Linked DNA regions of Mus musculus: region 1 is linked to region 2. The links are chromatin contacts, called in public HiChIP or PLAC-seq maps. All regions are on one chromosome and are shown on one strand. The core of a region is the stretch at or near the end of the contact, and the rest is flanking DNA. Distances in the headings are between cores, read along the strand shown.

What was found. HiChIP or PLAC-seq counts read pairs in DNA pulled down with a chosen protein or histone mark.
Region 1: a contact with region 2 is called in an H3K27ac HiChIP or PLAC-seq map of heart atrium, with 5 read pairs. The contact joins the promoter of Oxct1 here to the enhancer-like site in region 2. A contact is called at or near these places in 3 of 39 promoter capture datasets (cranial neural crest, frontonasal cranial neural crest and hippocampal neurons), 3 of 484 Hi-C or Micro-C datasets (the C2C12 cell line, cardiomyocytes and myocytes) and 3 of 115 datasets of contacts at active chromatin or transcription factors (astrocytes, heart atrium and stem cell-derived neural progenitor cells).

The regions. Positions count from the first base shown.
Region 1 is chr15:4,024,842-4,028,056 of GRCm38.p6, reverse strand. Oxct1 (3-oxoacid CoA transferase 1) reads right to left here and starts at 1,629. Exons shown (of 17, transcript NM_024188.6): 1 at 1,208-1,629. The coding sequence starts at 1,285. It overlaps BC037032 (cDNA Sequence BC037032), which reads left to right and starts at 651. Exons shown (of 2, transcript NR_028266.1): 1 at 651-2,038.
Region 2 is chr15:3,331,288-3,334,263 of GRCm38.p6, reverse strand. Ghr (growth hormone receptor) reads left to right here. Exons shown (of 11, transcript NM_010284.3): 7 at 739-917. All of the region lies in intron 4 of Gm41254 (a long non-coding RNA gene), which reads right to left. Among named protein-coding and RNA genes, the nearest start is that of Ccdc152, 29 kb to the right of the region's middle. Within about 2 kb of position 1,608, at least 7 of the 459 cell types and tissues checked have an H3K27ac peak or open chromatin away from gene starts, as enhancers often do. A contact at or near this core is called in cardiomyocytes and heart atrium, where this site is marked.

The sequences.
Region 1 (3,215 bases), core at 380-2,879, 690 kb before region 2:
ATCTTTAGATTCTCAACACTCAGAGATTGAAGGCAAGGAAATGAGCAACAGGGGAAGGAGTTCAAGAGCACACAGTGCAAGTAAATGCCCTGCGTGATGCACTCTTCTTAAGTTCAGGACTGCAATTTGAAACCTCTTCAAAGAAAACTTTGCAGGTTCGGGAAGAGGCTCCTGAGCAAACTGAACACTCCAAGGTGAATCCACCCTCCTCCCCACCCTCCTCCAGCACTCAGTTCCTTGGTCCCATACTCAAATCCAACCCGAATGTGTGCTTAGAGGCTAGACCCTCTACAATGTATAAGCAAAAATATCCACCACCAGCTAGTCTGCTAGGAGGGCGACTCAGGATACCATTCTGTGGGTCAAGGTGTTTGGGTTTTTTTGTTTTTGTTTTTGATTTTTGTTTTTTTACGGTCTTTGAACATTGCAAGTCTCTAACCCGGAGGGGACGGAGAGGAATTCAAAATAAAGGACCGAGGCGTTTGCAAACTGCAGCGGAGCGCCGCCAGCCCTCCTTCTGCTTCCAAACGCTTGGCAGGCTAAATCGCCCCGTGACAAGAGCTCCAGTCCGGGTTCCCCTTTCTACCGCCATATAGGGAAGGGGAGGATGGGGAGCGGCAGTCCGCCTCCGCAGCGCACAGCATCCGCCCACTTGGCGGTGAACTTGAGCCAGCAGCGGTTAACCCGGCCCGGGGTTCTGGGCCTCAGCCGGCGCCAGCAGCTCCCTCAGGTGGGGCGCAAGCCTCAGCGCGCCGCCCTTCTCCGCTCCTCTCCTCCAACCGGCCCTTACCTAGGGCGACGGCCCCGGGGACCCCCTTCCCAAGGGCGTCGGCCTGGAGCCTGGAGTCTGTAGGAGTGGCGGGAGATGGGGACGCGAGTCCCTGGACGCCGACAGTCTGTCTCTAAGGCGTTGCTGCGTGGCTTTGGTACACAGAGCCTCGACCGCTTCTCCACCGCTGCAAGCACAGCGGGGAAGTGGATGGAGAAGCAAAGACAGACAGACAGACAGACAGACAGACAAGCGGCGGCGGGGCTACCCTGAAACCCGAGCGTCTCCAAGCCCCCACCCCCAACCCCCGGGCACGGCGCTGCAGATGCCAGATCCCCGACCAGAGGCGGTGGAGATGGGCAGGGCAAAGAACGCGCGCGCCGCTCGCAGCTCGTCCGCGCGTGGCCTTCCTCTTGCCCCCCTGCACCTTCAATTTACCTTATGCAGGGCGCCCCGCGAGCTGCGGGCTGAGGCGCCGAGCCGAAGCCCAGAGGACAGGAGTTTGAGAGCCGCCATCTTCGGCCCCGGGTGCGGGAGACGGTGGCGCGCGCGGGAGTGCGTGCGAGTGCTGGTTGCCCGGGGCCGCGGCGGCGTCACCGGCTAAGAAGAGAGAAGGCAAGGCGAGCGGTAGGGCGGGCTGGAGGCTCGACCGCGCGTCAGTGACGTCCTCGGGACCTCAGAGCGGTGCCGCCCCTTGCTGCCTGCTGGCTTGTCAAGAAGCGAGACAGGGAGGGGCTCACGGCTAGGAATGGAAAGGCTGCACAGCTAGGACGAGCCCCGCGGGTTGTGCCGGGGCCGGAGGTGCTGGGCTCCAGCTCATCTGCGGGCACACCCGCAGCGGCGGGCGCTGCACTCAGGCTGGAGGGGGCGCTAGAGCCTGCCTTCCCCTCGCGCAAGGCTTGGCATCAACCAGGGTTTCGGGTTGCCAAGGGCCTGGAGGGTCTCTTACTGAACGTGTTACTTTTCCAAATCGCCCTCTGGAATGAGTACAGGTACAAAGGGTCACTGATAAAGATCTCCTTCCAGATCTAGACAGCTCACCTTTCCAACATTTCTCAACCCCAACACCCACAACTCTCTTCAAGTCTGGTTTTGCCCTTAGTTTCCTCTGAAACCCAGCAGCGTGCTGACTGACCCTCATGAGACATGACCTGCTTAACCGACAGAGGGACAAGATTAGAACTGGGCTGTTGTTCCCCATCATCCTACTCTGTGTTCCAGAATTTTCCTGGAACCGGAGTCCCAACAATTCCAGAAATTACAGAACAGGTATAAGCACAGAAGTGTCTGTCTCCTCTCCTCCTCGTCCTTGTCCATGTTGTATAATTCCCCTCACCTTGTAATGCTCTTCCTGTTGCAGTTTTGTATGAGAAAAGCCAGTCAAGGGACACAATGAACACAAAAATGCTCGGCACTAAATTTAGCTAATATTCGGTGGTGGGTTAACTTCATCGTTTTGGAGGTTTTCGTTTTGGAGTTTGTTTTTTGCTGTTTTGTTTGAGGAAGGATCTCTAGCTCTCTTAGGTCCCACTGAAACTCTATATATGGCTCAGGCTGACCTCCAACTTTTTTCTATTGCGGCAGCCTATCCCAGAGTATGTGCAATTGTGCCTGGCTCAAGCCTTATCTTTTGACTGGCACCCAACCGGCCTGAACCATTTCTTCAGGACGTTCTACACTCACCGCCGAGTTTAAAAGACCACTTGGAAGCCCGGGAAATCCTTTTATTGGATTAAAAGCCCATCGAGTCCTGGAAGAACAGTTTAAATTTGAAGTGATGCAAAACCCATGACAACAGTAAATGACTCTTTAACTTCCTTAAAAAGTATGCCGATACAATGAAGGATGAACAGTCCTGTTTAATTAAAACCTGTCTACTGGCCTGGGGAGATGGTAAAGACACTTGCCTCCAAGCTTAGTGACCTCAGTTTGATCCCTGGGACCCACATGGTAGCAGGGAAGAACCAACTCCAGCCAAGTCCTCCTCCGACCTCACATGCACTGCAGCGAGTGCATGCCTGTGTATGTGCGCCAAAACAAATGAATAAGGAATTTAAAAATCTGCACAGAAAAGCAACTACCTCAGTACTCCCTTAACTCAAAAATGTCTCCTGTAAAGATTACGGTTTTAACATGGAAATAAAATATCAAGTTAAACTATCATCTGATTGCATAGGAGAAGTGAACTCAGTAATCCTGGATATTTTGGGGGCGCATTTTAATAAGCTGTGAAGAGTTCGAATGTTTAAACCGAAGTCCCATGACTAGCCCTAACATGGCGGCTGTTGTGCTGCAGTTTTGAGAAGGAACAACAAAAGCTGGTACTACAGTTGTTCTTCCACTTTTTTCCTTCCAGGGCCACGTGAAAGGGAAAAAAAAAAAAAAAAGCACTGGCAACTTGTCTCGTAGTCATCTGACTCACTCTTCTTGGCTGGTCACATGTATT
Region 2 (2,976 bases), core at 359-2,858:
AGCTATGTGCATATGTTAAGAAATAAATTAAGTTTTAATTCTGTACCTTCAAGTAGTTTCAAAAGGCTTGGTAATAAGCCCTATCTAGTAACACTTTGCTTGAGACATGGCAAAATTTAGATATAAATTGTAGCTTTGGGATCTATAATTGACTTTATCATCTTTCTTGAAACCCTAGTCTTTATGGCCCTCATAAGAATACAGAGATATATCTAAGAATATGATAGAGGATTACTAGCAGAAACTGAGCAAAATGCAATTTCGAATTGCTCACTTGACAGCTGAGCAGAGAGAGTAAGCACTAAATTCTCTGCTTCCTGTAACAGGCCATATTTAAAAAGTGAAGTCTTTCTAACTCTCTACTTCTTTGGTTTTTGATTTGTGTGTGTGTGTGTGTGTGTGTGTCTGTGTGTCTGTCAAAATCCTAAAGTACAAATGCTATCAGAGCTAAAAATAAATACGTAGCACAACAACTCTTCCAATGAATTTCAGATTTGAGACTAAAAGGGAATTAGAGGAGATTTTATAAGTATTTTTTTAAATGAAACATCATTCTTACATTTAAAAATGTTGCTCTGTTATAAAGTAGAGTTCAATCGATGTGGATTGTCGGAAGAATTAGGAGTGTGGTCAGAGTGTGGTCAAAATGAATGAAATGATTTGGTCTCTGAAGGAAGCAGACTATCACTATCAAGAGTGTTTCTCTGGAGTCTAATCAATTCTCCATTGAATTCACAGTGCAACCTGATCCACCCATTGGCCTCAACTGGACTTTACTAAACATTAGTTTGACCGGGATTCGTGGAGACATCCAAGTGAGTTGGCAACCACCACCCAATGCAGATGTTCTGAAGGGATGGATAATTCTGGAGTATGAAATTCAGTACAAAGAAGTAAATGAATCAAAATGGAAAGTGGTAAGAGTCACTCCATTCTATACATTGACTTTTCTTCTTTCTAATTCAATACTCACTTTCTTATTTGTAATAACACTTTCTTTTCACCTAGGACTATATTTCCAAATTATGTGCCCTATAACTTGTTATTAGAGGAAGACTGATATAATCTCAATACCTTAAAAGTATCTAAGACAACAAATGCTGATGTGAATCTTCCATGTAGATATATGGAAGAGTATTGGGAGGAGAAAACCATTTCCCTAGTTATCTTTGGTGTTCAGTTTAACCATGGAACAAGGTCACAGACTTACCACTTTGCTATCTTTAGAGATGTGGTTGAACTTAACTAGGATCATGATCAAGGTCAAGAGTAGGCTATGGCCAAATGTTATCCCATGACTTTAATGACTGCTACTCATAAGACCTATATTAGTATTTGTTCTTGGTTCTCTCCAGAAGAGAGGCACAAAGAAGGAATTTAATCTATAGAGGTTTCATAAAGATGTTCTTTTACATACCTCAGAGAAAATCAAGCTGAGAGGCCACTTCATAAGGGAGAAGAGAGCAAATTGGCCCGCAAACCTCTCACTTCCCTGCCAAGCACTTGGGAACTCGGCACTGAGATAAATTCTACATGGCACACAACAAGAAGGGAAACAGGATTACCATGCCATTCCAAATATAACTAATTCTAAATCAGTCTAACCACAGCCACAGCCCTGGCCAAGTCAAGCAGCTTCTCGATAGGCATGACGTTGTACCCAGCACCCTGGCAGGGTCTACTCCCCAAATTTTGAGACATGAGGCCCTGTCTATTCAGTGTAGCACCAAAAATGAAGCCAATTTTGTCATTAGCAGAGAATACAACTTGGGGTGCCTCGAACAGCTACTTCTTCTGTTCAAAGTTCTGTTTTCTAAATCATTCTAATTTAGATATCTGGTTTATGACTTGGTACCAAAAGGGGCCTGGCTGGATGTTAATTCAAACAAGGCTTTCTAAACCGAGTCATAATCAAACACTTATTCGCCCACCAAATATAGGAACAACTACTTTGCACAAGGTACCAAGGGCACCTGAGGTAGCAGTTTTGAAAATGAGAAACATGTACCTCTGAGGACTCTTGAGACCATCTCAAGGGAGCATATGAGGTCAACACTAATTTCACACTAATAACATGTTTGTTCCCTAGTTCAAAAACAGTGGTAAGAAAACTACTGCCTCGTGGCATGAATCAAGTCAGCAATCCCATTGTTTACAGTTACATTGTGAAGCTCACATTAAAGGCTGGGGCTGTTTCCTAGGAGCCTCTGCTTAAATCTCAGCCTTGGAGTGTATTGCTGTCCCAGCTCCTGTGGCACATGGAGAGTACACACTGTACTCATCTACATTCCAAGGTAATGAAGGATCAAAACACTTAAATGCTTCAGCAACCAGACCAGCAGCTCTTTTGTATGAAGCACAAATTTTATACGAAGGACAAAACACATACTAGTAGATAATCACTTATATTTGAATTGACAAAGATTTCTCAAGGAAACATTTGTTCTTCCAGTGAACATCTGACAAGGTTTGCACCAGGGATGTTAACCTCCAGGCAGAATAGAGTTTTTAACAATGTATATCTACAACCATAATTTGCCTTCCAACGTAGTAAGACTTACCCCAAAAGGATCCATTGTGATATTAGCAAAAATGGTGGTTTTATGTTAGATAATAAAATCTGTGAAGACTTCTGATGCTTACATCTCAGTAAACTAGATTAAATATTTTTTCAAATAGCCTGAGAGTAATTACACTAATCACATAATCATATATTATGTAAAATTATCATTAATTATCATGTTAATGATGTTTTGAAATATTTATATGTGGTAAGATGGTTCAGCAGAGCTATGAATGGATATATTTTTCACAGATGTTTTTGAACTGACAGTTTCAAATCTGCTCTCTTGTATATTCCAAAATATCCCTTTTTTTTTCTACCCATTTGTTCATCAAAGGGCCCAAGTTGATCCATATTTTGGCTACAGTTATCATGATCAGGCAAATGTATCTTTAACATATTAATCTTATTTC